Linked DNA regions of Mus musculus: regions 1, 3, 4, 5, 6 and 7 are each linked to region 2. A link is a contact called in public Hi-C, HiCAR-type, HiChIP or PLAC-seq and promoter capture Hi-C data. All regions are on one chromosome and are shown on one strand. The core of a region is the stretch at or near the end of the contact, and the rest is flanking DNA. Distances in the headings are between cores, read along the strand shown.

Evidence for each region. Promoter capture Hi-C pulls out the DNA fragments that hold promoters and counts their contacts. Hi-C and Micro-C count contacts between places; a contact is called where the count stands out from the background. HiCAR-type assays count read pairs that join an accessible place to other places. HiChIP or PLAC-seq counts read pairs in DNA pulled down with a chosen protein or histone mark.
Region 1: a contact with region 2 is called in an H3K4me3 HiChIP or PLAC-seq map of forebrain, with 4 times the contacts expected there. The contact joins the enhancer-like site here to the promoter of Cadm1 in region 2. A contact is called at or near these places in 1 of 39 promoter capture datasets (hippocampal neurons) and 6 of 115 datasets of contacts at active chromatin or transcription factors (astrocytes, bone marrow-derived macrophages, embryonic forebrain and 3 more).
Region 3: a Hi-C map of cortical neurons shows a contact between it and region 2, with 3 times the contacts expected there. The contact joins the enhancer-like site here to the promoter of Cadm1 in region 2. A contact is called at or near these places in 1 of 39 promoter capture datasets (neural stem cells), 2 of 484 Hi-C or Micro-C datasets (both in cortical neurons) and 8 of 115 datasets of contacts at active chromatin or transcription factors (VIP interneurons, bone marrow-derived macrophages, craniofacial prominence and 5 more).
Region 4: a HiCAR-type map of astrocytes shows a contact between it and region 2, with 5 times the contacts expected there. The contact joins the promoter of 2900052N01Rik here to the promoter of Cadm1 in region 2. A contact is called at or near these places in 1 of 39 promoter capture datasets (hippocampal neurons), 1 of 484 Hi-C or Micro-C datasets (cortical neurons) and 13 of 115 datasets of contacts at active chromatin or transcription factors (VIP interneurons, astrocytes, craniofacial prominence and 9 more).
Region 5: an H3K4me3 HiChIP or PLAC-seq map of forebrain shows a contact between it and region 2, with 4 times the contacts expected there. The contact joins the enhancer-like site here to the promoter of Cadm1 in region 2. A contact is called at or near these places in 2 of 484 Hi-C or Micro-C datasets (embryonic stem cells and forebrain) and 10 of 115 datasets of contacts at active chromatin or transcription factors (VIP interneurons, craniofacial prominence, embryonic basal ganglia and 7 more).
Region 6: a promoter capture Hi-C map of hippocampal neurons shows a contact between it and region 2, with 3 times the contacts expected there. The contact joins the enhancer-like site here to the promoter of Cadm1 in region 2. A contact is called at or near these places in 2 of 39 promoter capture datasets (embryonic stem cells and hippocampal neurons) and 5 of 115 datasets of contacts at active chromatin or transcription factors (embryonic forebrain, embryonic hindbrain, embryonic midbrain and 2 more).
Region 7: an H3K4me3 HiChIP or PLAC-seq map of forebrain shows a contact between it and region 2, with 6 times the contacts expected there. The contact joins the enhancer-like site here to the promoter of Cadm1 in region 2. A contact is called at or near these places in 2 of 39 promoter capture datasets (hippocampal neurons and neural stem cells), 6 of 115 datasets of contacts at active chromatin or transcription factors (craniofacial prominence, embryonic basal ganglia, embryonic forebrain and 3 more) and 1 of 9 other capture datasets (liver).

The regions. Positions count from the first base shown.
Region 1 is chr9:48,183,069-48,185,812 of GRCm38.p6, forward strand. It overlaps a transcript of Nxpe4 not described here. Among named protein-coding and RNA genes, the nearest start is that of Gm40518, 26 kb to the left of the region's middle. Within about 2 kb of position 1,478, at least 28 of the 459 cell types and tissues checked have an H3K27ac peak or open chromatin away from gene starts, as enhancers often do. A contact at or near this core is called in forebrain and hippocampal neurons, where this site is marked.
Region 2 is chr9:47,529,042-47,531,741 of GRCm38.p6, forward strand. Cadm1 (cell adhesion molecule 1) reads left to right here and starts at 1,311. Exons shown (of 11, transcript NM_207675.2): 1 at 1,311-1,464. The coding sequence starts at 1,332.
Region 3 is chr9:46,870,117-46,872,816 of GRCm38.p6, forward strand. No RefSeq gene overlaps it. Among named protein-coding and RNA genes, the nearest start is that of Gm39330, 32 kb to the left of the region's middle. Within about 2 kb of position 1,290, at least 17 of the 459 cell types and tissues checked have an H3K27ac peak or open chromatin away from gene starts, as enhancers often do. A contact at or near this core is called in cortical neurons and embryonic basal ganglia, where this site is marked.
Region 4 is chr9:46,912,172-46,914,871 of GRCm38.p6, forward strand. It overlaps 2900052N01Rik (RIKEN cDNA 2900052N01 gene), which reads left to right and starts at 1,432. Exons shown (of 4, transcript NR_015605.1): 1 at 1,432-1,575.
Region 5 is chr9:46,888,775-46,891,474 of GRCm38.p6, forward strand. No RefSeq gene overlaps it. Among named protein-coding and RNA genes, the nearest start is that of 2900052N01Rik, 23 kb to the right of the region's middle. Within about 2 kb of position 1,432, at least 19 of the 459 cell types and tissues checked have an H3K27ac peak or open chromatin away from gene starts, as enhancers often do. A contact at or near this core is called in embryonic basal ganglia, embryonic stem cells and forebrain, where this site is marked.
Region 6 is chr9:48,215,228-48,217,932 of GRCm38.p6, forward strand. It overlaps a transcript of Nxpe4 not described here. Among named protein-coding and RNA genes, the nearest start is that of Gm40518, 58 kb to the left of the region's middle. Within about 2 kb of position 1,349, at least 16 of the 459 cell types and tissues checked have an H3K27ac peak or open chromatin away from gene starts, as enhancers often do. A contact at or near this core is called in forebrain and hippocampal neurons, where this site is marked.
Region 7 is chr9:46,844,207-46,846,906 of GRCm38.p6, forward strand. Gm39330 (a long non-coding RNA gene) reads left to right here. Exons shown (of 2, transcript XR_870714.2): 2 at 1-53. Among named protein-coding and RNA genes, the nearest start is that of Gm39330, 5.9 kb to the left of the region's middle. Within about 2 kb of position 1,280, at least 9 of the 459 cell types and tissues checked have an H3K27ac peak or open chromatin away from gene starts, as enhancers often do. A contact at or near this core is called in forebrain and hippocampal neurons, where this site is marked.

The sequences.
Region 1 (2,744 bases), core at 228-2,727, 650 kb after region 2:
AGTGTTCTCAACAAGGCACAGTTCAGCTCCTTTATAAAACCTCCTGCTGTGAAGACCAGATTGTCATTATGATCGGCTCCCTTCCTTAGACCTATTAATTTTACCCAGAATAACAGCGGAGCAGATGCAAGAAGAAGGCTAGCCTGATTAACATAATTCTTTTCAAAGACCATTTCCTCCCTAAGGGCCACCGTAGCGAGTCTTCTATCTTGTCTCAGATCTAATTACATTCAGGAGGATTCAGACACTGACGGGCATCTCTGCAGATGTCACTTCTCAGATTTGAAGCACACTTCAGGATATGAAACCTTATCAGAAAATCAATTGAAATTAACAATTCCCCTCTTTCTCTATCGCTTCCCTCAGCCAAGTCTCTCTCTCTCTCTCTCTCTCTCTCTCTCTCTCTTTCTCTCTCTCTCTCTTCTCTGGCCAGATAAAAGTTGTTTCCAAACACTAACCTTTCTCAGGTGAAGAGACAACAAACATTTCCTGGAATTCTATAAACCTGAAACCTCAAGTCTGTGCCTAGCTTAGCTTTTGAAGTGCTTGACTGTGTACCCCTGCCTCAGCATAATGAGGGTGTGTGTGTGTGTGTGTGTGTGTGTGTGTGTGTGTCCAGCAGTAGTTCCTGAAGGGCTCTATAAGGTATAAAAATGAGATTGAAACAGAAGAAACCAGAGAGGGGCTTCCTGCTGCACTTAGAAAGGATGCACACCGAAGACCCCTCTCAAGTCTCTGGTCTCTGATTGAAACCAGCGCTGATTTGGATCCCCGGGTCTGATCTTTGATGGGCAAGAGCCGTGGGCTTACAATGAAGTCTCTTGCTGCTTTTAATGAAGTATTTGACATTTCTCCTGCTGCTTTCAGCCGAGCTGTGGGATTGCTGGATGGCTTCTCCTAGGGGAGCAGCGAATGAATGCAGGTGGGGTTTTGGTACCCACTCCTAGGTCAAGACACAGCAGAACCAGGGCTCTGGCCGCACCAGCATCCCCGTTCCTTCCTCAGCCATGCTCTGGGCCCCAGTGCTGTTTGCTAGGAAGGTCTCAGAATGTAGAAAATTTGGCTTGAACATCAATTACCTGAAAACCAATCTCCATGCCCCTTGCTGCCCCACTTAGGCATGCAGGGAGTGCCAACTCTCAAGTGGCCTGATGACCAAGGAACAAAGCCATAGGTAGGAGGATTTGAGGACATGGCTGTAGGCAGAAAGCATGCACTGGCTATCTATTTTCCATATCCTGAGAGGACAATGAAGGAGTCAGAAAGCCGCAGCATGTCTGCCTACATTGGGCACTGGCTTTTTTGTGGGTTGCAGATGCTGTTCGGTGCCTTGCTGACAGTGAGCACAAGTCAGTCCCCACTCCCCGAAGCACCATTGCAACAGCTGTCCTCAGCTTGCTCGGGCCTGGCTTTGTGTCTCTGTGGCAGTGTTCCTCAGGGTGGCCAGCTGGGTGTTCTCCCCAGATAGCCTGCAGTGTTGGCACAGGCCCTCTGAGAACCTGCCAAAGGGAAGATCATTGAAGCAGAGTTGGTACCCGGCAGTTCCCTGCAGGAACTCTGAGAAGTCTCTGTCTGTTCACTGCTGGGGTTGCAGCTGGACGGAGAAACTCCAGAAAGGGAAGAAGAGGCGGAGGGAGTTATGGAACTTGGGGCATGTTTGTCATTTTTCTGATCTGCGTTGTACATCTTGCTTACTACCCCATTGAGAGACAGGGGTGCATTTGACTTTTAAATACCTGCCTATGCTATATGGCCTTCCCATGGTCTGGCCTTGAGAATGACACCAGTGTGTACATAATTAACACGAGAGGAGCCTAGTGGCTCCGTAGAGGCAGCTCCATCTCAGGTTTTACACACAGGGGCTTCTAAGAAGGTTTAGACTTATGCAGCAGTTAAGATAATAAAACAAGAGGCAACCAACCTCTATTCTCTTCCAGAATTTGCTGAGTGAAATATCATCATTACAGTTTGTTCTTGTGGGAGAGAGAGGAGACTCATTACAGGGGAAGGCAGGTCCGTGCTGTGTCTGGGGGTCCTGAGCAGGGGGAGGTCTCCAGACCATCTGCACTGTCGCAAAGCCTGGAGGCAAACAAGCACATTATGGTTGGTACTGCTGCAGCCTGACTGAGACATTAGGTCTCCTCCCACACACACAACCCCCGCTATGCTCGCTGTGCTTGCCTCCAACCTCTCTGAGTGCTGTGGTTTGCATGAGGGTACCCCCTCAGCCCCATATGTAAAAACGTATACACCTTTGGGTGACACTGTTGGGCAATGGGGTTGTTAGGTGACTGGGGGTTATGAGGCAAGCCTGTGTGGCCGCTTGAGTTCTCCCGGGTGTTACAAACGAAACAAACAGAACCCCGTGCATCTTTTTCCCTCCGTGTGCTGGGTTACAGTCCGCTTCCATGCATGCTTCCAACCACGACAGGTTGCTGCACTAGCTTTCTGCCACCGGAGTCAATACCCAACCCAAACATCTCAGAAGGGCCTGTCTGGGCTCCTGGGTTCAGGACACAGTCCCTTGACTCTGGACTGAGGCTGGGAGTTTTGAGGAGGGATATAGGAAGAAGGACAACGATGCTTACTTACATCCTGGTGGAGAGGAGGGTGGGAGAGGAGGAGAGGTCAGAGAAGAGAAGGGGGAAGGAGAACGAGAAGAAGATGGTAAAGAGGTGGAAGAGGGAGACGGAGGAGGAGGAGACTAACTAAAGTCTCCCGGTAGCTTTAAAAGACATACTCTT
Region 2 (2,700 bases), core at 61-2,560:
TTAGCTGTTGTGATATTGATATTTATTATGCAAATTGTATTTCCTACATCTTATTGTTCTGCATTCTATGAATACTTAAATTATTATAAACCTTTACACTTAATACGGCTCGTCCTTCAATTTGATGCTTGAGCAACAGAGGGTCAGAGCACACACGGTCTTCTAGAGGGAAAGAAAATAAGTAATTAAAAGGCAGACAAACAAGAGAGCCGGCTGCCTTGTTGAAAAGAAATCAAAGATAATTTCGGGGAGGGAGGAAGTGTGTCCAGAGATGCATGCAAGTCCCGTCAGCGGGAGAACCTCTCTGAGACACAACTAAAGTGAGGACCTGTTGGTCTCTAGATGCCTTAGAAAGGACTGGAAGCATAGGAGAGAAGGGAATTGAACCGAGCCCTGGAAGAGGAACTCGACTGACTCTATCACTGCCTCGGTTCCCTACATTCCCTTCCCCACGACCCTGACCGGTAGATTTTTTTTTTTTTTGCTTTTGTGTGCGTGTAATCTTAAATATTCCATATTACTTATATGCTATAATCTACTAAACATGGGAAGGACACTTCCAACAAGCTGGGAAGCCTGAGCACACCCACCTTGATTTACCTTTCCCCAGAATCTACAGCCAAACATCCACTTGAAAATCCCAGAACCCCGACTCCACAGCTTCAGTCTTCCAACTATCCCCTAGTCTGCCGCTAGGCTGTTGAGCGGGCTCTCCTGCTCCGCCGGACGTGCAAAGCACGCATGCACTTCTCTCAGATTGTTTTGTCAATCCGGGGACCTGCATTCGCACTCTCCACTCCCGGGTTTCCCAAAGATCTTATTCCTTCGTGCAAGGTGAGGGAAAGGAAATTTTGTAACGTATGACTTCGATAGGCCGATGCCCACGCAGTGCCCCGGCCCAGGAATCTCGCGGTCAGACTCTCCGACCAGGAGTCCGCCGCGGCGAGTGGCGTAAAGGTTCCTAGTAAAGGTGCACGAAAGCGAGAGACCCGCCTCCTGAAGCCGCAACCCCCTCCCCAGCCACCGAGCCGGACGCGGGCCAGTACAGGTTCTCCTCCTTCGGGGAAGCGAGGCCGAATTTTAACGTAAACATATTTGCATAGGCCCCGCCCCTCGGCCCCGCCCCTAGGTGGCGCGGGCGCGCGGCCGAACGCTAGCGCCAGGGGGCGGGGTGGGGGAGGGGGCTAGTTCTCGGAGAGCCGGGTTGGGCTCGAGGTGCCACGATTGGTCGCTCCTGACTCCGCCTCCAGCGCATCTCATTAGCATCTCATTAGCTGTCCGCTCGGGCTCGGGAGGCAGCCACCGCCGCCAGTCTGAGGCAGGTGCCCGACATGGCGAGTGCTGTGCTGCCGAGCGGATCCCAGTGTGCGGCGGCAGCGGCTGTGGCGGCGGCGGCGGCGCCTCCAGGGCTCCGGCTCCGGCTCCTGCTGTTGCTCCTTTCGGCCGCGGCACTGATCCCCACAGGTAGGTTGTGGGCACCCGCGGATTGGTCCCGAAAACCCCCCCGGGCACCCCCAGGAGCCGTAGCTATGGAAGGGGGGACGTTTCCATGACAACCTTCCCCCACTTCCTAAATCCAAAGCGGCGGGAGCGTGGCAAGGAAAGTCGGGGCTGCGATGGAAGGGGCCGAGGGGTCGGCGCCCCTTCTCTCCTATCCGCCGGCTGCGGATGGGCGCCCTCAGGGATGGCTGCACCCACACCTCTTCTTCCTGGCGTAGCGCGGGGTGCTGAGTGGAGTGGGCTCGGGGCCGGGGGCTAGCGCGTGGGGGGAAGGGGAGCCCTCGGAGGCGCCCCGAACCTTCCGGACCCTCCGAAACTCGCTCTCGTCCCTGGAACTTGCAGGTCCTCCTGTGTCCCTGGGCTAAGCTTTCGCCCCCTCCGTTCCAGCTCGCCCCCCCGATCGATTCTCCATTCCCCGAAGCTTTCTCCTTCGCGGGTCCCCAGGACATCCCCACCGTCGTGTCCTCTTCCCGGCTTGCCCGCGCTCTGCAGCCAGGTCCCCCGCCCGAGAGCTCTGCACGCCTCTCGTGTTTCCCTCCAGCCGAACGCTGCCCCTCGGCCCCCTCCGCTAGGCTGCGGGTCGGCTTGGCTGGAATCCAGGCAGGGAAAGTTCCCGGCTCGGGGGCGGCCGCTCGTCGCCGCCGCTGCAGGAGGGCTCTTGGAGCCCGCAGGTTGTCCGCGCCACCGAGGCCTCTGCCGCGAGTGGGGATCCGGGATTTCCCGGCTGCGCGTCCTTCGGGCAAGCGGCCCGCAGGTGGTGGCGGGGGCGTTCGCGGCCTCTGCGGCCCGGCGTGCGCCCTGCGGGCCTCGGGGCGCTCCCCGCGTGGCCGGCCGTCTTGAGAATCTGCCCGGGTGGCGGCGGCTCGGCGAGCGCCGCGCCTTCCCTGAAGACGCCGAGCGCTTGGCAGGAGCCCCGCGTGTGGCTGCCCCGGTGCGGGGCGCGTTGGCGCGGTCGCGAAAGAAGAGGGCAGTGTTTGCATTTGCTAACAAAAGGGAGCCGGAGCTCTTCCCCACCGGAGAGGCCGGCCGCGCTGCGACCGCCTTCCCGCCACCTCGCCGCTCTTGCCCGCCGCACGGTGTCCCCGTGCTGCTGTACCGCCTGCCGCTGCCTCCTGGCGACCGGCGGGACCGAGCTGCACCGGGCGGTGGCGAGAGGGCTTCTGCGCGAGGGGATGCGCTAGGGCTCTGTGCCTGCAAAAC
Region 3 (2,700 bases), core at 40-2,539, 660 kb before region 2:
TTTGGTGTGTCCTGTCCCCGGTTGAGGTTAGCATTTGATTTAGTATGCAGTAAAGACTAGTCTCCCTAATGAGTCATGCACTATCCATCCAAGAGTTCTGATGAGGAAGAGCAAGTGCTTGAACATCTTGAGTTAGGCATAGACCGTCTACCCTCAGACTGGAACTTACACCATTGATTTTCTGTTTCTTCACCTCGCTGACTTATGGACTTGTGAGCCGTTCACCTCATGGGAGAGCGACAGAAAGAGTTTGTGATGCTTCATATTAATTGCTAGCTTGATAGCACGTGGAATCATCTAGGATGTAAGTCTCTAGGAATGCCTCTTAGGGAGTTTCCAGATTAGGTTAACTGAGGGGGGAATAGCTCACCTTAAATGTGGGTGATACCATTTCCTGGGAAGGGATCCCAGACTGAATGAAAAGGATGCAAGCTCAGCACCAATATTAATCTCTCCCTAATTCCTGACTGTACAGGCGAAGTGACCAGCTGTCTCACACTCACGCTGTAACCTCCCTGCCATGATGGATTTTGCAATCAAACTGTGAACCAAAATCAACACATCCTTCCTTCAGTTGCTTTCCCAATGTATTTTCTGACAGCCATGAGAAAAGTGTTAATACAGGTACCTGGGATAAGATATAACACCCAAAGATATGTCCTTAGGGATCTTCTTGCTCTACCTAGGCCTGGAAGTTTCCGTCACTGCCCAATGCTGTCACATCATGAGTGCATCAAGGGATAAATCCATGGATCAGATCACACAGTACCCCTACTCCCTTAATACAAGAACCTCTTAACGACTGGATCTACCAACTGGAACCAATTCCCACTCTTTTTCTGGGAGCATGTCCTATTCAAACCATGACATCTTAGAACCTCTCAGCTCCAATAACCGTGTGAGCCAATCTCCTCCCTGTCCCTACCCCTGCCTTTTCCCCACACACACCAGCCTTGATTGGAAAATTAGTATCAGGAAAAGGAAAGAGATGAAACAATTATCTCCATTACTGCTCCTGTACCTCTCCACAAATGCCTTTACCTTTCACCTCATTAAAACTTAATCGACATACAATAAACTGAACATATTTAAAGTGTATCATATGATGAGTTTTGACATATGTGTGTTCAAGATAATGAGCATATCCATCATCCCCCAAACTTTCTCTGTGCCCACCCCCTTTGCAATCCTTGGCTCCTGCTCCCCGCCCCAGTCCCTAGGCAACCAGATCTGCTTTCTGTCACTACAGGCTCATTTGCATTTCCTACAATTATATAAATGGAAGCATCCAGTATGCACTCTGTTTGCTTGTCTTCTTTCACTCAGCATAATTATTTTGAGCTCCATCTGTGTCGTAGTATGTATCGATGGTTCACTCCTTCTCATTTGATGGTATTTTGGTGCATGAATATCCCATGGTTTGTTTATCCATTCATCAGTTGATGGACACATGTGATATTTCCAGGGTTTTTTTTCCTATTCAAATCCATGTTGCTAAGAGCATTTATTTAGGTGAAAGCCTAGACCTGGCTGTATCCTCCCCCTCTTCCTGCGTACACTCCTAAGAGAGGAATGGTTGGATCACGTTCTAGGTAGTTGTTTAACTTTCTGAAAAGATGCCATATTGCCTTCTAAATTAGTCGTACCATTTTACATTACCCAGCAGTGTATGAAGATTCCAATTGATTCACAGTCTTGGCAGCACTTGGTATGTTCAGGCTGCTTAACTTTTGCCATTCCAAGAGACGCACACCAGTATGCCTGGTAGTATTCATTTGCATTTCCCTAATGAATAGCGATGTTGAATATCTGTCATATGCTTCTTTCCTGTGATGTACCTTCTATGGTAAAGTCAGATTTTTTAAAAACTCAATTTAAAATTAAATTGTTTATGTTCTTATTATTGTTTTGAGTGGCATTTGCATATTACAGATATAAATCTTTCATGAAATGTAGTTTAGGAATGTTTTGAACTGGGGAGATGACTGAGTGTATAAATGTTTGCCATACAAGTGTGAGAACCAGAGTTTGAACCCTCCGAATCCACATAAATCTGGATGTAGTAGCACACATGGCTATAATTCCTGCACTCCTACAGAGAGAGAGAAGTTGCAGCCAGAGGAATTTCTGCATGATCACAGGCCAGCTAACCTGGCATGCAAAGCGGGGGAAAATAGGAGGGGAGCTGGCAAGACCCTGTCTGAAACAAGGACTGATTCCCAAGGCTGTCCTCTGACTTATACTTATGGGTATGGTATATGCATGCTTGAATTCACACACACACACATGCATATACACAGGTTATATACATGTACAATGATAAATAATAATAAAGATAATATTTTCTTGGCCTATGGCTTGTCCTTTCATTCTCTTAACTGTCTTTGAAAAGTATACATTTTAAGTGTTGGTAAAATCCAATTTACCAATGTGTTCTTTAGTGCCATTGTAAGTAAGAAATATTTTCCTTCGCCATAAGGGTCATATCACAACTCTTATGTCAGTTGGCAGATGGAATGATTAGTCCATCCTATCAAAGTTTGTGTAGCATACTCTATGATGTTCACACAACAAAAATTAATTTTTTTTCAGTGCTTAAGCCTTGGCTGTGGTTGTAGATTTGTCCACTACTCTGTATTTCTGCCTCTTCTTGGCTATCAGATGCATAGATACTTGGGACTGTATCTTACTAAATCAATT
Region 4 (2,700 bases), core at 182-2,681, 620 kb before region 2:
CTATGGTGACGGAGGTCAGCACAGTGGTTTATTATCTACAGGGGAGTTGGAGGATATTTGCTTGCAGTGGTGTTCTTTTGTTTGTTTTGATTTTTTTTCTTTTTTTGAGACGAGGTTTCTCTGTATAATCCCTGAGTGTCCTGAAAGTAGACCAGGCTGACTTCCAACAAAGAGATCCACCTGCCTCAGACTGCTGGGATTAAAGGTGTGTGCCACCTCGCTCAGCTCCAGAGGGTGTCTTAAGGGCTGTAGACTGTACATCTGGTGGTGATAGGTTCATGTGGAGTTCATTACACTGCATACTGAAGAGCTTTTCATTTCACTGATTACATTATACCACAGTTTATAAAAGGAGTGACGAAGGAGGAGGCGCTTTCTTAAGAATTCCTTCTGAACTCCTGGCTCGAGCTGTACCTAAAGGTGAGACATCTGCACAGACAGCTTGAGTTACTCAGACACAGTGTGGGAAGCACCATCCTGCTCTCCAAACCCCACTCCTAGAAGAGGCCACACAGGTGTGCTTTATTGAAGTTTCTGGCCTAGCCTTGTATAACTGTGTATATGTGGAGGGAGGGGGTGAAGAGGGAGGGGGAGGGGAAGGAAAAGAGGGGGAAGGGAAAGGAGAGGGAGAGGGATGGGGGAGGGATATAGGGGTGTAAGAGAGAGAGAGAGGCAGAGAGACAGAGAGACAGAGAGACAGGGACAGAGAGAGAGAGAGACAGGGACAGAGAGAGAGAGGGGGGGGAGAGAGAGAGGTGAGAAATTGGGATGAGGTTCTTGTGAGGCTCAGGGTTCCCATCTTCCCCAGCACGGCCAACTGGATCAGATTAGAGGCACCAGAACGGAAGGAGTTTGAACACTTCCCAAGAGGGTGCTCCAGAGCCTGGGGTACTGGTCTCTTGAGACCTTAAGGTAGGGGTGAGGGGTGTTAAGATCAAAAATGCCTGTGCCTTGCAGCACGGGACACACCTGAATTTTTTCAGCCAAAGTTGTTAAAAAAAAAAAAGGTTCAAATGAAAGTTTTCCTGGGGATTACATAACACATGGTACACAGCCAGCAGCATGGGGAGGTGTTGTCAGTACCCTTGAGATGCAGGAATCCCTTTGGCTCCCAGGGCCCCTGATGCAGAGGAATTGGGATCTTGTGACTGGGGCTTACGTAGGTCAGTTTCTCACAGGGTCAGGCTTGGGAACACTCTGCATTGTGGCCTTGTCACAGAGGACAGATTCTCAAGGAGGAACAAAGGGGCCTGGGAACCAGGCCAGGGTGGAAAGCACCCTTTGGGGGGTTCTTTAGCACTTGTTAATTGGTCACCTCGTTAGCAGCCCATCTGCAGCAAGTGAGTGGTGCTGGGGTGCTGGGGAGGACCGTCCTGGCCAGCAGGGGCCTCACAGTCTAGTAATAAGGACACAGCAATTACAGGAACTTCTAGAGCCAGTTCTCTTCAGGAGCATGCCAGGCTGAAGCTTTGTCCTATGGAGAAGCAGAAAAGGTCAGAGGAGGAGAAAGAAAGAGCCCTTCCCGGTCAAGGAGCCAGCCAGGGAGGGAGACAAAAGGAAGGAGGCTCCATGGAGGTGAGGAGCTAAAGAAGAGGTGACATTTGGATGCCTCTCAGATGAGAGGCAAGAGATAGTGACAATGAGGTCACTAGGCAGAAAGAAACTGCTGAGGGAAGAGGGTCTGAGGCTTGGTACTGTGCTCCACAAGAGCTTGGGCATGGGGGAGGGGAGGGGTGGGGTGGGGTGGGGTGGGTGGGGGAGGGATTGTTTCCTGCAACCAGGCTGGGAACAAACCTTCTGCTGGTCTCAGTTTCTCCACACTGTCTGGATCTGATGCCCTTTGGGTCCCTCCATGCTGTGCAGGCATGTGAAAGGGAGGGAGCAAAGGTTCACATTGACCCCTTACTCTAGGGTGAAGTCCCATGACCAGGTCGGAGCAGTGAGCTGTGATCACTTATAGCGTCATTTCCAGGCCCAAGCATACAACAGTTCCAACCGTCGCTTCTCCCTTGGGATGAATTGTGAAGCCCGGGTCCTTGAAAGGCTTAGGGGTAAAAGAAGCTTCTGCTGAGCTTATGAGATACTTGTAGGCACAGAAATTCCCCTTGGCCTATTTGTTTCGGGCTTAAGTATAGCCTGGCCTGACCTGGCCTGACTGGTGGGTCCTTGAGCTCCAAGTTTGTGGAGGAGAGCTTTGATGAGCAGCAATCCCAGCCTGGGCCCTGGGTCTGAAGCAAGTGTGGTCTGCACAGGCTCCCAGGCTGTGTAGGTACTGGGAAGTCCCCTGCTTCTGTCATATCTATGTAGGCCTGCTCACAGAGCCTGTACACGGAGAATAAAGGGGCACCTGTTTACTTGATCAGATGAATCCGGGGAACTGGGAGAAATGGCAGTCTGTGAGATCTGAGCCCCAAAGATAGGGTAGAGAGATTGGCTAATCCATGAGTGAGCCTGGCCTGCCCTGCCTGGTTGATTCCTGCAAGGAATGGGTGGGACTACAAGCAATCCTTGTCCCACCTTAATACCTCAGAGCCTGCCTGGGCTTGAACTCCAGGGCTGGATGGAAGATTTTCTCCTCACTTCTTGACCATCCCTGGAAGTCAAGGTATGAGGTCAGTCCCCCATGGAGTCACCTCTCTCCCAGAGAAGAAATAAGACCAGCACAATAAACTCAAGCTCTGTCCAGACAGCTTTAGAACC
Region 5 (2,700 bases), core at 182-2,681, 640 kb before region 2:
CAGCCCAAAGCAATGGGTCCAACCACTCATGGAAGCTCAAATGAACCTTTTGTCTTTATAACTTGATTGTTGCTGGTGTTTGTTACTGTGGTGGTAAAAAGACACCTAACCCAGAGAATAAACCGGCTTCCTTGAAACAATCACAGGCCCAGCCCTAGCCCTGATACTGCTACCATGGTGTCAAGCACAAATCTACCTCTCCTGGCTAGACATAGCTTTTATTTCCCAGAGGCTGCGTTCTCTGTCCTTTCCTAGCCTTGTCTTAGGCTCCTTCACCTATGCACACTCTGCTGCTCCAGTGTGTGGATTTATAGTTTCTCTCCAAAAGATGGCGAGACTTCCCTGACCCCAGCCTGTCTCCATTCCCTTGGTTTATCTTTCTGAATAATCCTACTTCTTTGAGACCTAGTTCAAATCACCACGTCTTCCAGCAAGCCTACCCTGGCTTCCCTAGTATGAAGCAGCCTCTACCACCCTTTTGTTCCTGTGGGATTTGAAGTCCATATATCTTTTCGCACTTAACATAGAGCTTGTGGCTTTTCATTGTATAGATGCGAACGGGTGGAAGAGGAGTTTGCTGAACTAGTGAAATCTGTTTTCTTGTGCTTTAATTTACGTTTTTGTTTGTTTGTTTCTTAATAAAACCATGCAGAGGGTTAATGTAGATGAATTCTATTGTGAGGATTAGAACAACCTGGTATATGAAACAGGAATAATGAACAGAGCCCAGTAGGTGCTCACAGAATGCATATGGTTTCCCTCTTTCATTAACATCTCCCAGACATGAGGTTCTACATGATATAAAGGGTCAACTACCATCTTCTGATGCTGGGGAGACCCAGTGTGACCTCTCTGAGTGTCCAGGTCTGGGTGGCCCTGAACTAGCCAAGGCCTACACCCATTTTCCCCAATCCATGACACATGCATGTTCTAACCCAGTGTTTTTAGCCTTCCTAGTTCTGTGACTCTTTAACACGGGTTCTAATGTTGTGGTGACCCCCCTCCCCAACCATAAAACTACTTCATTGCTACTTTATAACTGTAATTTTCTACTGTTATGAGTTGAAATGTAAATATCTGATATGCAGGATATAGGCATCCCCCTAAAAGGGGTCACTCCCCACAGGTTGAGAACTGCAGCTCTAACCTGTCAGGGTGTCGTTACAAAGTTGTGGTTCAGGGCTATTTGATTGGCATTGAGCTCCTTAGAGCTCTCAGTCCCTGAGAATCAGTCCTGTCTTTCCAAGACTCTTAAGCAAGTCCTCAAGGACACTCCCACCCCCAGGGATTTGTTCCCCTTTTCTTGGTCACAAAGAGCCCTACTTTCCTAATGAGCTGTTAAGGAACTGCCAATTATGCATATAAATGAAGAGGCTGGAAACCATTATGGGTCCAGAAAGGAGCTGAATGGAGCTGCCTCCCTCAGCCTCTGGGTTTGCCTTGCTGTTGCTGGGAAAGCCACTTAGGGGTATGGCAGGAACTGAGCACCACCAGCAGCAGGGTCTCAGACTTCCTTTCTTCTTCTCACAGGGCTCTGTCTGCTCTGAGGTTTGTCCCTCACTGTGCTGCATGGTTTTCTGTCAGCTTGACTCAGGCTGGTAGAATCTGAGAGAAGGGAAACCTCAATTGAGACAGTGTCTTCCCAACTGTAAGGCATTTTCTTAATTAGTGATCAATGGCGAAGGGCCTGCCCATTGTGGGTGGGGCCACCCTTGGACTGGTGGTCCTGGGCTCTATAAGAAAGCAGGCTGAGCAAGCCATGAAGAGCAGGGTGAGCGGCCCTCCTTCGTGGCCTCAGTCTCAGCTCTTGCCTCCAGGGTCCTTCCCTGTTTGAGTTCTTGTCCTGACTTTCATCCTTCCATGATGAACAGAGATATGGAAGTAGAAGCCAAATAAAATAAACCATTGCTTCCCCAGTTTGCTTTTGGATCATGATGTTTTGTGGTGGCAATAGAACACTAAGACACTCAAGATCAGGTGAAAGGACAGAGGCAGAGCCCATGTATTTAATATGTATCTTTATGGATGTCTGAGCTCTGTTGTACACAACATACACTTGCAACTAAGGAATATGTGTGATACACATTCTTGTAGAAAATTATTTCTTGTTAACTTTTATCCGGCTGTGTATGTTTCCTGTGGAAATCTAGGGCAAAAGCTGCTCAATACACTTTTAGTTAATTTAACTGAAAAGAAGGGGGAGGATGAGGAAGACAATGAAGAGGAGAGCAAGAAACTCACCTACAAGTTGAAGAACCACTAAAGGAACTCACCCCCTTCAGGAGTTAGAAGCCCATTGTAATGTTCCAGAGTGGCGTATCAACAAAAGAGTAAAAAGAGATTTCTGAAAAGGAAAACTCCCCCACACCATAGACCCTCCCTGCCTGGATCCCCCCTTTATTGTCTGGGGCCTCCTGTCCTATGCTTCAAAAGCTCTTTGTGTAGACCTATGAGTGGAGAGCCTCTCTATTGTCTCAAGGTTGCCGAATCTTGAGTGAGCCTGATTCCTTTCCATGAGGTGTCATCTTGGGAATCCTGGCCTTTGAGTGGTGGGACGCCTGGCTCTAATGGTCCGAAATGTAGCAAGCCCCGCCCAGAGCCTATTTTGCATCCCTCTGTGAGAGATGAATAAGCCTTTTCCTTTTCAGTATTTGGTAGACATGAAGGTTTATGATCGACTTTAAGGTCAGATAATTCTTT
Region 6 (2,705 bases), core at 99-2,598, 690 kb after region 2:
GGGAAGGGAGGGAGGGGAAGAGAGAAGGACGGAGGGAGAGAGGAAGCAGAGGACACCTTTGTACACATGTGTATCCACCGATGAGGACTCCTGTGGAGCCCAGAGACTCAATGTTGTTCTATCTTCCACAACATTTCTGCACCTCATTTTTTGAAATGGAATCTCTCAGTGAGCCTGCAGCTCACTGTTTTGAGTAGACTTGGCTGGCTAGTGAGTCTCTGGGGTCCACCTATCTGCTTTCAGTGCTGGGATCACACACTCACACGAACCAGGCTTTTGATATGGGTGCTAGGGAGCTAAACTCCAGTTTCCATGCATGGAGAGCAAGTACTCTTCCCACTGAGCCATTTCCCTAACCCTAGGCACAGCATTTGTAAGGGGAGAAGTGGGAGAGAGAGAGAGAGAGAGAGAGAGAGAGAGAGAGAGAGAGAGAGAGAGAGAGAGAGAGAGAGAGAGAGAGAGAGAAGGCCCAAAGAACTGCATTCCATCAGCAAGCCTGGAGTCTGAGATGGGCTGTCCAGGGATGCTGGGTTCATATATAGGAGAGCTCTGCATACCAAAGAAGACTGTGGACTTAAATATAAAGGTGCTACAGAGCCATTGAAGTCCAAAGGGAGAGATATACTGTATATGTGTCTTGGAGTTTCCAGGTCATTTTGCTGGCAGGAGGAGTCAGGATGGGAATTCATCAGCCACAGGAGCCCTTGAGGGTAGATTCCAGATCCAACTGGGCTGGCTGGCCCTCCTCCCTCCCTCACACCAAGCCCCTAGAACTGCCTAAGCATCTCAGACACAGTAATTGGGTCGAAAGATGACAACAGGTATGCAAGTCCTCAGCCCTGCCAGCAGCACCTCGGGGCTCTGAGCAGTCACTCAGGGATGGCAGCAACACAGAGTGCAGAGGTAGAGCAGATTGAGGTGCCAGCATTCTGACACGAACAAACCTAATCAGGCCCCAGTAGCAGCCCAACAATAACAAGCCTCTGCTGGACAGTGCTGGGGTGCCTCTACCCTAAGGAGACAGGCAACATCTAAGCAACTCCCAGAAGGCAACGGGCCACCCACCACTGATGGCTGCTTGGAGGTGTGGGTTACATCACGGGGCCTCGACACACCTGCCAGTTCTCTTGGGTCTGCGCTCTCATAGAGCCTCCAAACTTTGGACGCATGGGACAAATGGAGGCTCAACATTTCCCGGGTTGTGGTGGGGTAGAGAGACCCTCAAAGTGCCTCCCTGTTCTTTCAGGCAGCAGAGTTGTGCTTTTTTTCCTGGGAGCTGGGCTGTGGGCCGAGCCAGGTGCTTGGGAGCAGGAGGGCTGCTCGCGCTCCAAGAGCCAGGCCGGCAACTCCAGAAGGCAAACCTTCAGTGTATTCCAATCTTCCAAAATAGAAAGAATAAAACAAATCACAGCAGATGTTCCAACATGTAATTATCAACTAATCAGTTCGGACTTTTTTTTTTTTTCAAAAAGGGAAATTTCAAAATAGCTCCCAGATTTCAAGGCAGCTCTGGTGGGAAGCTGGCTGGCTGGCTTGGGAGGAAGTGACTGTATTAGAGGGCTGCAGGTGCCCAGGTGGCAGGGAGTAGGAGGGGCAGTGCCTTAAGGGGCCTGGAGATGCTGCTGCTGCTGCTGCTGCTGCTGCTGCTGCTGCTGCTGCTGCTGCTGTATGAAGCAAGCAAGGAGCTGCTTGCTTCAGGCTGCAGGTGCCAGGTTGAGGCAGCTGGCCCTCAAGACAAACTCAAGCTGGGATGAGTGAGTCTTGCGTCATCTTGCCCTAGATCCTATCTCTGGCAGAAACTTGGAATGGCTCAGACATGTGGAACGGCTCACATGGCTGAACATGAGTTGACCATCTATTCTAAAGGCCAGTGCCTCAACCCCACCCCCGCTCTACCCTTCCCCACCCCTCACCCCCTAGGTCACCTCTGTTCTTTGAATTTACTGAGGTACAGGGGAGAAAAGCAAAGCAAAGCAAAGCAAACCTGCCATGGTTGTCAAGTTTGTCGGTGGTGGGAGTCCCGAGACTGTCGAAATCCTTTCTACACTTGGTTTTGAAACCTACAGTTGCTAAATTTTCCATTTGAATGCTAGTGAGGGACTAGCAAGCTGGCTCAGTGGATAAAGGTGCTTGCCAACAAGACTTTGAATCTGAGTTCAATTCCTAGAATGTACTTGGTAGAAGAAGCAATTTCTGCAAGTTGTTGCTGTCTCCACCACCACACACACGCACAGGCCCACTCGCGCACGCACGCGCACACACACACACACACACACACACACACATGCAAATAGGTAGACAGATAGATTAGATAGATAGATAGATAGATAGATAGATAGATAGATAGATAGATAGATAGATAGATAGATAGATAGGTAGGTAGGTAGGTAGGTAGGTAGGTAGGTAGGTAGGTAGGTAGGTAGGTAGGTAGGTAGGTAGATAGATAGATAGATAGATAGATAGATAGATAGATAGATAGATAGATAGATAGATAGGTAGGTAGGTAGGTAGGTAGGTAGGTAGGTAGGTAGGTAGGTAGGTAGGTAGGTAGGTAGGTAGATAGATAGATAGATAGATAGATAGATAGATAGATAGATAGATAGATAGATAGATAGATAGATAGGGAGGAGGAGAAGAGGAAGTGACTAAGGGCGGGAAGGAGACGTGGATGTACAAGTGGAGCTCCACTGGTCTTCATCAGAGTC
Region 7 (2,700 bases), core at 30-2,529, 680 kb before region 2:
CCAGGCATCTTATCCAGGAGGTTGGAGGGGCAATAAAAAGAACATTTACATTACATCTGCTGTATATCTGACTCATTTGACCATATTGAACTCACTCCTCAAGCTTGAACTAGACCCTGTAGTTCTCTATTTCTTAACATGAAAGAAAACAAGCTCAAAGATTCACCGAACTAGACCATCCCACCAGCTAGTGATACCCAGAGCTAAGATCCAAAGGAGGCTCTGCCTTCTCCAAGGTTCAGCACCTTCTACAACGGCTTGAAAAGCTATCCTAAGCCTTGGAATCTCCAGTGCACTTGTTGGGCCAGAAAACTCAGTGTGCCTGTCTACTGAAAATACAGGCTGTTGCCACTGCTGGCTGAGGTGTTGGTCTGCCTTCTGGATCTATCCCTGAGGATTTGAAGCTGTCATAAGAGGGCCTGGAGTGGGGGTGTGATTGTTCTCAGTGCCCATTGTCTATTGGTTCAAATGGGTTTGTCAAGCTGCCCTAGCATCTTCTCATCTGCTTGTCTGCCAGAATCCAAATCCAATCTGATGGTGAAGGGATCTGTTCTATGGTCCTGAGATTTGTGACTAATGAGCCTTCCCCATCCTCCACATCCCTCTGCTGTTGAGGACCAGGGTTCCGTCTCCAGGTCTCACTCCAGACATATTAAGGGATGGATGGGGAGTGTGTCAGCCTGATAGGGCAGATGGCCGGGGGTCCAGGCTGTTGTACTCTCCCTAGTTTGTAGGAATGGTGAGCCCCAGAGGCACTGGCAATGCATTCTGGGAGAGGTGGGACAATTAGACTGGTGGGCTTTCTGAAGTGTCTCTGCAGTCTTTGGAGACAGCTCCTTGTAAGCATGTTTCTTCCCACTTCTGTCCCTTGTTCCCATGCCAGCATCCTTTGATGGTCCCCCAGGTCTCTTTATGCCTAAAGGCCTCTCTCTAGTCTCCACTGCAACTACGTGGCAGGGACTCCCTCCTTCCTCCTACACTAGCTGAGCAGGTGAAGAGGAGGGGAGAGTGCTGGGAGCTGGTGGCCATGGGCACCACCATGACACCTTTCTTTCTTAAGGCTTCCCCTTTCTTTGCTTCCAACATATTTTTTTTTGCCTCCAATAATTTCCAGTCTGGCTTGCTACACTGCTAGGACAGGCCCTGCCAGAGCAGGGCACCAGCCAAGCCTCTGGGAGGCTTCTGCTTCTACTGATAAGTGTCCCGTCTTTTTCCTCCCTTCCGGCAGGGTAGAGATGCCCTCCCTTCTGAGCTAGGGAATTAAAGCAGGGAGCTGGGCTTTGGCAACCGGCTTTCTCCCTGGCACTAGGCCTGCACTGTCTCCATGGGTTTCTCTCTCAGACTCACTGTTGCCTGATTAAAAATGATTCCTTCTTGCAAGACAAAATAGGGTCTTGTCTGGAGTCCACCCTAAAATGAGATAGAGACTTAGAGTTCCAGAGTGTCAGAACTCAGTCTGTAGGAAAGAAGGGTCACGGCGGGGTGGGGGAGTGGGTTACCTTTCCAGTGAAGGGAAGGGTTGCATGAGAGAAAATATGCCCAGGCTGTCTTCCATCCAACCCAGCCTTACCTGTATGAAGAACCTCAGAGTGGGTGTTCTCAAACTATGGGAGCACAAACCAGACATGGTAACACATGCCAGCAATGTCCCAGTTTTCCTTTGGGGGGGGGGGGTTATTAGTTATATTAGCACGCTCAGCCTGTCATAACAAAATATCAGAGATGATATGTACTAAGCAACAAGAGCTTATTTTTCTAAGTTTGGGAGGCTGAGAAGCCTGAGCTTAAGGTGGGAATGCCTGTCCTTGTTTTCGGAGGGCTGTCTTCTCGTTGTGTCCTCACACGGGGAAAGGAGGACATTTGGAACCTCCAGGACAGCCCCAGAACTAGCCCTATCAGGTTAAGGTCTTGCTTTCATGGCTTTCTTTCTTCTCTGTCACCTCCTCAGAGATCCTGCTTCCAAGGATGGTCATTCTGAGGGCTGAGCTACAAAATCAGAAAATTTCAGGGAAAAACTTCAGTCCTTGGTGCCAGTCATACTGGGTTGGGGCACACACTGATGACCTCACTTTAGTGCGACTATCTTGCTAAAAAGTGTCTCCATCTACAGATAACGTTCTGAGACCATCGGGCGTTGTGATGGTAACAGAAAACATTGTTGGGAGAGAAAGTCAGTTCATAATATCCAGTTTCCCCAGACTGACTGAACCCAGTAGAGAAGAGACTGGGTTTCCTTTCCTGGGCCCTGCTTGGTTTTTTTGGAAATCTGGTACATTTAGAGTCTCCTCGGGCGTTCCCTGGGCTGAGCCTTGGTACCCAAAACCCTGAAGTCTCTGCTCACTGTTTCCAGATCACTCTCAGCTTCCATTGCTCGTGTGGTCAGTTTTCAGGGTCACAGCTTCACTGCCCAGCCACTCAGCTTTCAGTCAACAGAGGACAAAGATGCAGAGCAGTGTGGTTGTCACTCCAGGAATCCTTTGTGATGTTAGTACAGAGCAGGGGCCCGAGCAAGAGAGGAACACATTATAGGAAGATCTGGGCCTGGAGTCTGTTCAGGGATCAGGGAAGAGATGGAGACAGGAGCAAGAGAAGGCAGGGGTGGAAATTAATCTAACTCTCCATCACTCTGAGCTCGTTATCACTGTCATGAAGGACACCTCTCTTCACATTTTTCTCTCCTAATAGGATTATCCCCCCCAA